Linked DNA regions of Mus musculus: region 1 is linked to region 2. A link is a contact called in public Hi-C data. All regions are on one chromosome and are shown on one strand. The core of a region is the stretch at or near the end of the contact, and the rest is flanking DNA. Distances in the headings are between cores, read along the strand shown. Region 1 overlaps Clpx (caseinolytic mitochondrial matrix peptidase chaperone subunit). Region 2 overlaps Parp16 (poly (ADP-ribose) polymerase family, member 16).

What was found. Hi-C and Micro-C count contacts between places; a contact is called where the count stands out from the background.
Region 1: a contact with region 2 is called in a Hi-C map of liver, with 5 times the contacts expected there. The contact joins two enhancer-like sites. A contact is called at or near these places in 6 of 39 promoter capture datasets (the C10 cell line, embryonic stem cells, epiblast stem cells and 3 more), 18 of 484 Hi-C or Micro-C datasets (CD8 T cells, the CH12 cell line, ECoMG-derived neutrophils and 11 more), 33 of 115 datasets of contacts at active chromatin or transcription factors (the 230-238 cell line, the HPC-7 cell line, the SCID.adh cell line and 21 more) and 4 of 9 other capture datasets (adipose tissue, embryonic stem cells, liver and 1 more).

Annotation. Positions count from the first base shown.
Region 1 is chr9:65,303,863-65,308,569 of GRCm38.p6, reverse strand. Clpx (caseinolytic mitochondrial matrix peptidase chaperone subunit) reads right to left here. Exons shown (of 14, transcript NM_011802.3): 4 at 1-102. Among named protein-coding and RNA genes, the nearest start is that of Clpx, 12 kb to the right of the region's middle. Within about 2 kb of position 1,654, at least 9 of the 459 cell types and tissues checked have an H3K27ac peak or open chromatin away from gene starts, as enhancers often do. A contact at or near this core is called in hepatocytes and liver, where this site is marked.
Region 2 is chr9:65,233,817-65,238,679 of GRCm38.p6, reverse strand. It overlaps Parp16 (poly (ADP-ribose) polymerase family, member 16), which reads right to left. Exons shown (of 7, transcript NM_177460.4): 5 at 4,840-4,863; 6 at 1,898-2,039; 7 at 1-826. The coding sequence ends at 691. Gm36538 (a long non-coding RNA gene) reads left to right here. Exons shown (of 3, transcript XR_379561.2): 3 at 4,706-4,846. Among named protein-coding and RNA genes, the nearest start is that of Parp16, 22 kb to the right of the region's middle. Within about 2 kb of position 2,764, at least 5 of the 459 cell types and tissues checked have an H3K27ac peak or open chromatin away from gene starts, as enhancers often do. A contact at or near this core is called in hepatocytes and liver, where this site is marked.

The DNA of each region.
Region 1 (4,707 bases), core at 405-2,904, 71 kb before region 2:
CAGCGGACTCGGGTTCCTTAATTATGCTTTTCTTTGAGTCTGCTTCCGACAGCACCACAAAAAAATGATGACATTTTTCACACTTAACAAAACGCGTGGAAGCTGAAAAAGAGGTCCAAAGAGGAAAACTTTACAAATCATTTCAATAGTGTTCATCTTAAAACTCACTGTAGGGCTGGGGATGTGACTTTTTGCCCACTGAATGTGGCAGTACATGGCTGTAATCTCGACCCTTGTAAGGCTGAGGTAGAAAGAAAAAAAATTCAAGGTCATACTGAGCATAGTCACAGGCCAGCATAAGCCAGAAAGTAAGACCTTGTACTAAAAACAAAAACAAGCAGGGGGAAAAAAACCAACAGAAAAACTGGGCCAGTGAGATGGTCAATAGGTCAAGGTATGTGCTTCTAAGCCCAGCTCAATCCTGGAATCCACATGGCAGGAGAGATTGCACTTCCAAAAACTATTCTCTGATCTCTACACATGCACACATATAAATAAATGTATAAAAAGCAGTTAAAACATTTTATTAATTTCCACTAGATTCTTTTCCTGACCTAATATTCATTAAGAGACCTGGTTGTAATCCAGTTTCCATTTACTATATATATATTTTTTTTTTAAATATTTATTTATTGTTAGATGGAAGTACACTGTAGCTGTCTTCAGACACACCAGAAGAGGGCATCAGATCCTATTACGGATGGATGTGAGCCACCATGTGGTTGCTAGGATTTGAACCCAGGACCTTCACAAGAGCAGTCAGTGCTCTTAACCACTGAGCCATCTCTCCAGCCCCTAAAGATAATTTTAAACCTAGTTTGAGAATACAGACAAATCATCTACTTTACTGAAATACCTGAATGAACTGTGACAAAGCTATGAGTAGATTTTCTATTATTTTTATGAAAACGTTCAGTACTGAAAGTGATTTTAATTGCTAAAATGTAAGAGATACATCCCTCCATAACCGCTGGGCAGTGGTGGCACACGCCTTTAATCCCAGCACTTGGGAGGCAGAGGCAGGAGGATTTCTGAGTTCGAGGCCAGCCTGGTCTACAGAGTGAGTTCCATGCAGTCAGGGCTACACAGAGAAACCCTGTCTCGAAAAAAAAACAAAAAACAAACAAACAAACAAAAGAATGCTTACTGCTCCAGGAAATGACCTAAATTCCAGTTGCAGCAGCTACATGGCAGTTCACAGCAGTCTATAACCAAATCCCCAGGGAATCTAAGACTCTCTTCTACTTTCCTGTATACAATTGTCACACATAAGCCCAAGCAGACACACATACATATACAATTTTAAAAAATCTAGCCTTAAGCATAATTTTTAAAGGGTATCTCAATGCCAGGTGGAGGGTTACCTCCCACTATGAATTGGTCAGGGAGAGCCCAGAAAACCCCAAAATAACACATGCCATTGCCAGTGTTCTTGGATAACCACGAAAACGAGAGGATAACACTGTAACACTTGAAAACACAGCACACTGGGTTGCAGGACATAGAGAAATCAAGCTGGGACTAACATGAAATCTTCCTCCCTACTGGCTAGCTTTCATAGTGCCAAAAGGTGCTATGTAGGCCACTGGGGTACTCATCACCCTGGCCAAACTGCAAGCTACAATACTGATCTGCTGCCAGGGAACATGTAGCCGCTGGTGCAACAGTGGCTCAAAGGTGATGGTAATAATAACCAACCTCTTCCGAACTTGACTAAGCCTGTTTCACAGGAAGGAACTCATGCCAGGTCTCTAAACTAGGTCAGAACCCCAGGACTTGAGAGGTCAAAGGGCCTTGGGGTAGGAGAGGTAGAACTTGCTACTTCTGTCTGGTTAAATGGACATGCTGTCAAACTGTTTTCTAACTATGTTTATAGATAGATGACTGCTGTCCTCAACCTTCACAGGGAAGTGCTTCTTTGCGGTGGTCAGCAGTTAATGTCAAAGTGCTAAGAACAAAGGCCTAGTGAGTGTTCAGCACTAAGTGAGACACATCAATCCTTTCCAGCCCCCAAACAAGGATGGAATAAAGGGGCAGAGAGAACCAGAAGACGGGGAAGAGTCTTGTCTTTAGAACATGACACAGCTACCACTGTACTTATGAATCCACTACAACTTTAGTTACCTGTACAATATAGAGCCAACAAGATCAGTCAACATTTCCAAAGACTAACTGGCTAGGTTAATCCCAGCACTTGGCAGGCAGATGCACAAGCTCGCTTTATTACTGTTTTGATAGAATATCTTTTTAAAAGTATTTTTTTAAGATTCATTTTACGTTTTGAGAATAATTTTTAAAAATTATTTTATGTGGATGGGTATTTGGCCTGCATGTTTGTCTGTGCATTACATGTGTGCAGTCCTCACAGAGCCTTTAGAGGGCATTGGATCTCCCAGAACTCAATGTTACAGACATCTGTGAGCCCTCCCTCATGTAGGTGCTGAGAAATAGAATCTGGATGACTCTAGGGAAACAGTGGCTTCCAGACCCAACAGGACGGATGCACAGTGACTCAGAGGCAGTGTGGCGGCACGGACAGGGCCTGTGCAGGTTTAACCAGAAAGGTAAGAGGGTAAGTAGGCACGGGTTAAGAAGCTGTCTGTAACTGACTGGTACCCGCTGGGAAAGGAGAGCCAGTTTTCTCCCACCCAAGAGAAGTTGACAACCACAAAACAAACTCAACAGGGTTTTTGTGGCCTTTTCTTTTGTTTTGCTTTGGCATTATTTTGTCTTTTTTTTTTTTTAAGATTTATTTATTTAGCCAGGTATGGTTTTAGCCAGGTATGGATATTTAGCCAGATATCGAAAAAAAAAGATTTATTTATTTTATGTATATGAGTACACTATAGCTGTACAGATGGTTGTGAGCCATCATGTGGTTGCTGGGAATTGAACTCAGGACCTCTGCTAGCTCCAGCCCTAAGATTTAAGTACACTGTAGCTGTCTTCAGACACTCCAGTAAAGAGCATCAGATCTCATTACAGATGGTTGTGAGCCACCATGTGGTTGCTGGGAATTGAATTTAGGACCTTCAGAAGAAGAGTCAGTGCTCTTAACCACTGAGCCATCTCTCCAGCCCAATATATTTGTTTCTTGATTTTTTTGTTTGTTTGTTTGTTTTCTTTTTGGTTTGTTTGTTTTTTCAAGAAAGGGTTTCTCTGTGTAGTCCTGACTGTCCTGGAACTCACTTTGTAGACCAGGCTGGCCTCGAACTCAGAAATCCACCTGCCTCTGCCTCCCAAGTGTTGTTATTAAAGGTGCACACCACCACTGCCTGGCGATTTTTTTTTTAAGAACTTTAAAAATGTTTTGTGGGTAGAAAGATAGGAAGAATCTGAGAGGAACTGGGGAAGGGGAACAAACTGGAGAGCCGGCTCAATGAACAGGAGAGCATAATTTCTTATAGTGGAACTGACACTGCTCACACAACCCATGTCAGGAGGGCTCACAACCACCGTAACTCCAACTCTAGGAGATCCAACGCCTGTGTCCTCTGTGGGTACTTGTTCTCAGGCATCACCCACACAGAGATACATATACACCTAAACATTGTTAAGATAAAATGCTAATAGCTAAGAGCAATGCCTGCTCTTCTAGAGGACCCAGGTTCCATTCTCCAGCACCCACATGTCTTTAACTCGAGTTCTGGGGCATCCAATGCCCTCTTCAGGGTTTTGTGGGGACTGCACACAGATAAACATGCAGGCAAAATAATCCATACACAAAGTAATTTTTAAAAATTATTCTCAAAATATAAAATGAACCTTCAAAAAAACTTTAAAAAGATATTCTATGAAAACAATAAAGCATACTCACATGAATGAGCACACGTAAGCACACATTTTGGATGATCTAGGAGCAAACTTAAAATGACAAGAGGACTGACTTATGCATGCTTTTTATTACTAATCACTTACGCCAAAAGAAAAAAATTCAAGCCATCAAATTCAAAAATTAACACAGGTTCAAATATGTAACCACCATTTCCCATTGAAGAGTGAACAGTGAGCGTCTTTATTCTCTAATGAGGTACAAGTTCACAGCTGTTATTGATGGTCAACAGGGCAAGGATTAAAGGGCAGAGACGCCTCTCGTCTAGTTCAGGCTGTGTGACAGGAAAAGCTGGCTTGAAAACAGAAGACCAAAATATTTCTCTAAGGAAATTAGGTCAAAGGGAAAGAGATTAAACACCACCATGTCTCATCTGTACTTGATACTGAAGGGCAGCTTAAATTTAACTTGAATACTGGATTTGTAATAAGAGTTTGATGAAGCAGGTTTGGTATATACTCAAATTCAATGACTCAGTTTTATTTATTGAAATACTATAGAGGTGACATGAATTTATAAGGCATAATTTTTAATTCTTAAAAATACCCTAAAGTGGGCCACACACTTCCATGGACTGAAGGCCTGGGTGGAGCAAAAGGGGGAAAAGTGGGCCAGTGAGGTGACCCAGAGGGTAGAAGTGCTGCTGCCAAGACTGATGGCCGGAGTTTGATTCCCATCCCCTCCACCCCCTGTGTGTGTGTGTGTGTGTGTGTGTGTGTGTGTGTGTGTGTGTGAGAGAGAGAGAGAGAGAGAGAGAGAGAGATTAATGTAATGTAATGAAAACTTTTATGAGAGAAGGAGAGAGAGAGTCAGTAGGCTGCCGGCGCTCCCTTTCTGTTTCTAGGCCATGAAATGATCGGTTCTTTTCCACATTC
Region 2 (4,863 bases), core at 1,515-4,014:
TCAGCAGTTGGTCATTTTTAGAAAAAGATGACAGAGTTGCTAGTTGTTAAATCTGCATTTTGTTATCCCGCCTGTGGCTCCTCCTCTTGTGTGGTTAAGGAGGGAGGGGGTACAGCTGTGGCAGAGACGGTTGTTGATCTGAGAAAACTGTTAAAATGTTTTGCACCGGCAGACTAAAGCCGATGGAATTCCCAAACGATCCCACTGATATTTTTATGAGAAACACGACAGTCCCTCTTGGGTGTCTTGAGTCAAAACAAGGCAGTCGCCTAATGATTTATTGTTCCCGTTGCACACATTCTGTCTTCCAAAAGGCATTAGCATCCGGGCCGGCCTCCATCTGGGCAATTGTAAACACACCTCGGACAGCTTGGACACTTTGCTTTTAAATGCAGCAGGACTTTTTCCTTTGGCTCTGGCTGAAGAGCCACCTCCCTAGACTATTTAGGAGGAAGCAGAGGGTAGGACACCCCTGAAACTGACAAGTGAGGGGCCAGGGATCCCCCACTGACTGGATTGTGTCTGGGCACATCAACAAAGGCAATCAGTACACTTATGGCATATAAAACTCGTCCTGTGCACCCCTGCAAATGGTCCCCAGACTCGACCTGACCGGATGTGACACACAGGAGGTAGAGGACAAGTTTCCATAAGGCACACGGTGAGTGGCCCCACTCCAAGCACCTGGGATCATCTCTTCACACGATTCCAGAAGTGGTGGAACACAGAGGAGTTGGTGACACTCACGATGAGCAGCAGCAGCAGATACAGGGACATCATGATCACGAACCAGTGGCTGGACAACCAGGAGAGCTGGCTCGAGGCCCTGCCCGGAGGGAGAGAGTGTTGGCAACTCGGGAAAAACATTTTTGTTTTAAGTGTATGCAAGAAGTTCTGGCTCAGAGAACATGACAGGATGGATTTCATCCTCTGTGTGAGCTGCTAAGTGAAGCTTCGTGCGGCTGGAGAGGGCTGGGGCGGTTTGCCCTGGCACCGCCAACACATCTTTCAACAGGACATTTTCTAAATGCACCAAGACAGCTCACAATGAGCTCACCCGACTTGTCCCTTTTTAGCTCTTCTAATCACCTTTTATAAATCGTTTTTTTTTTTTTTCCTTCCTTAAGTAAGGGTTTGTTATCTAAGAGGATGACCCAGCTCTGCCCAGACAGTGACTTAGCAAAGGTATTTTATGTATGAACTGATACAAATCTGAGCTGGGGAATCTAAAATCACTTTTTTACTAATGTGCGAGCATGTGTGTGTGTGTGAGTATGTGTGTGTGTGTGTGTGTGTGTGTGTGTGTGTGTGTGTGTGTGTGTGTGTATAGCCAAAGAACAGCTTGTGGGAATCGGTTCTCTTTCCACCATGTGGGTCGCAGGGATTGAAGTCCAGTTGTCAAGTGTGATGGCATTCGCTCTTATCAGCCTGGGGAATCTTTTTGTTACTCCTGGAGGTGTTCTAAGCCATCTAACATGCTCTGGAAACACTCACTAAGGATAATCAGTTAGGAATAGAGTTTTTTCAACTAAATAGCATGGAACTCCGGCTTCAGGGGATCTGATGCCTTTTTCTGGCTTCCCTGGTTGATTCTCTCTCTCTCTCTCTCTCTCTCTCTCTCACTCACACACACACACACACACACACACACACACACACACACACACTGTGGGTTTGGAGGAAGCTACATTGCAGACTCCAATAATGCATTAAAATGACTAAGTGCCAGTCCACCTGAGGACCCTGAGCATCTTCTCTGACTTCCCAACTTCTTCCTCTGCCATCCAGCATTATGAGAAACATGCTTTACATACACCGGAGACCTGAGGCTGGGGAAAGGGATGACTGAACACAGTCAGCAGCCATCTCCTAACCCATGGAGGGACCATCTTCTTACCTCTTGGGCTGCTTCTGGGAATACACCAGCAGGTACTTCACCCGCAGAAGCTGGTTATTGGTGACTACAAAGTACTTAGGGGGGATCTCTCCCCCCTCGCTGTGCTTGATTCTTGCTCGGCTGCGGTCTATTTCCTTGGAATCTGAAAAAGGAAGGTAGAGCATACTTTGTCAGGTGGTGGGTGGGGACGGGAAACACAATAACAAACTAAGCAAATTAGGAATAGAAATGTGTCCTGAGGCACAGAAGGTCAGCAGGCTGAGGTATGTACCTGTGTTCATATGTGAACCCAGCACAGACGGCAGGAGTCTCTGGCAGGCAGAGAAAGATAGATGGGAAAAAGAATGTGAAAATATAAGAGAAGAAAATAAAAACCATCTAATGGAGAAAGCAGAAGGTGGAAGCAAGCTGAAGGCTGAAATAGCAGATCAGGATCACACATCCTAGGACCAAGACAAGGACTTACCAGGGAGCAAAGATGGAAGCCTGCCTGCCTGCCCACCTGCCCATCCATCCATCCGTTCGTCCATTCTTCCATCCATCCATCTATCTTTTGACAAGTCTCATGTACCTGAATTAAACAGCTAACTAAGGATGACCATGAACTTCTGATCCTCCTGTCTCCACCTTCTGAGTGCTGGGCTCACAGGCATCTTAGCAGGCGGATGCTGTGCTGAGGAGGGACCTCAGGGGCTCATACCTGCCAGGTGCACACTCCACTGCCTGGGCTACCTCCCCTGGGCCCAGGAGGCCTTCTGAATAAGCCCCGCTAGAGTAAGCTCTCAGAACATTCACTTCCAGCAGGCCTCGTGGCATACACCTTTGATCCTAGCACTCTTACCCTCAGCCCCTGAGACAGGCTGATTTCCTGTGAGCTCAAGGCCAGCCTGGTCTGCACTGTGAGTTCCAGGACAGCTAGGGAGCTACTTCATAGTGAGACTCTGTCCTTGAAAAACACAAACACAGAAACAGAAACAAGTAAACAAAATTACTTCCACCACTTCTGCCAGGTTATTTGTTTGAACTTGGTATGTAACTGAGGATAACCTTTAACCCCTGACCCTCCTGTCCCAAGGACTGGAATTGAAGGTGCTTTTAAAAAAAAAAAAAAATTTTTTTTTTTGAGATGGAAACTCCCTGTGTGGCTCCATCTAGCCTGGAACTATGTAGATCAGGCCACCCTTGTACACAACGAGATCAGCTTGCCTTTGCCTCATAAGTGCTGAGATTAAAGGTATGCACCACCATACCTGGCTTTATCCTTTTACTTTTTAGGATTTTGAGACTAGGTTTCATGTAGCCAAGGCTAACCTCAAACTCACTACGTAGCTAAGGTTAGCCTTGATCTTCTGATCCTCCTGCTTCTAATTCCTATGAACTGAGAGTATAGGCTTATATCACCACGCCCAGCAAATTGCTTTTTTGTTGTAGATTTTATGTGCATGTGCTGAACCCAGGGCCTTGTGAGTGCTAGGTGAGTCTAAAAGGGGGGGGGGGGGGAAGCAGTCAGCATGAGAGCTTCGCTTTTTACCAAACACAAGCCAGGGCTCCGTGGCAGCGGAGGCTGGACAGTCATGTTTTTATGATTAATGTCACCTTATGCAAACTTGCTAAGAATTACAAATGCAAGCAAGTGAGTGAGCGAGCATCCGTGCTGTCTGGTTTGGGAGGATGGTGTCAGACCTGGGCCTGTTCCTCAGGATCCAGTTGTTTCATATTAGAGGTCAGAACAGCCCGTGTCTTGAATTTTCCTCTTCTTAGTAAAGACAACAGCCCAGTTTGGAGACTGGTATGACAGTCCTATGACTCTTCTGCCTTGGGGGAGGGTGACCCAGAGGGAGGCACAGGGCACATGGTGTAAGGGACACCTCGGGGCAGTGGAGTTGAAGTGGCTCCTTGTTATCTGCTCCTGGAGAGGCCATGGTCTCAGATGCCTCTGCAGTCACCTGGGGATTCCAGCCCACTCCAGTGTCCTCTGCAGATGCCAAGTGCCCAGGATAACACCAATTCTGACTCTTAGGGACTCATGCCCTCCCCTTACACACTAGCTTCTATTTGTCCTGTCCCTTTTCTTCATTTTTGTTTTCTATGTATGAGTGTTTTACGTGAATGTATGTACGTGCACCCCATGAATGTCTGGGACCCTTGAAGCCAAGAGAAGGTGTTGGATTCCCTGAATTTGGAGTTCTAGACGGTTGTGGGTCCCACAGCATGGGTGCTGGGAGCTGAGCTCAGGTCCTCTGAGAAGCAGCAAACACTCCTGACCGCTAGCCCTCTCTCCACCCTCCATCTGTCAGATCCTGCTTCCCTCCCAAAGCTTCCCTTGGCTACTTGGACCCACTCAGCTGCCCCATGTCGGCCCCTCCCCCAGCACTCCCTTAATCCTACCTGTAGCATCTGACCTTTTTCTTTTCTTTTTCTTTTTTTTTTTGTTAAAGATTTATTTATTTATTATATGTAAGTACACTGTAGCTGTCTTCAGACACTCCAGAAGAGGGAGTCAGATCTTGTTACAGATGGTTGTGAGCCACCATGTGGTTGCTGGGATTTGAACTCTGGAACTTCGGAAGAACAGTCGGGTGCTCTTACCCACTGAGCCATCTCACCAGCCCCCTGACCTTTTTCTTATGTTTTTGTTTTCTTTTGTCTTTTGAGACAGGTTCTCCCCATATAGTCCCAGCTGTCCTGGAACTCACTCTGTGGACCAGGCCAGCCTCGAACTCAGAGATCTACCAGCCTCTGCCTCCCAAGTGCTGGGACTAAAGTTTTATCTAATCTTTTTCTATCACATGTTCAATCCCTGAGAAGACACTGCCCTCCTTGGAGACCAGCCTCTTCCCTGCTCTGGAGCAACCCGTCTGCAAGCACGTGGTGGTCCTCCACCCCACTCCTGGGCCAGGAGCAAGTGGCTGCAGCCAGGCCTGGGCCAAACAGGCACTCACCCTTCTTCTTGATTTGGCACTTGA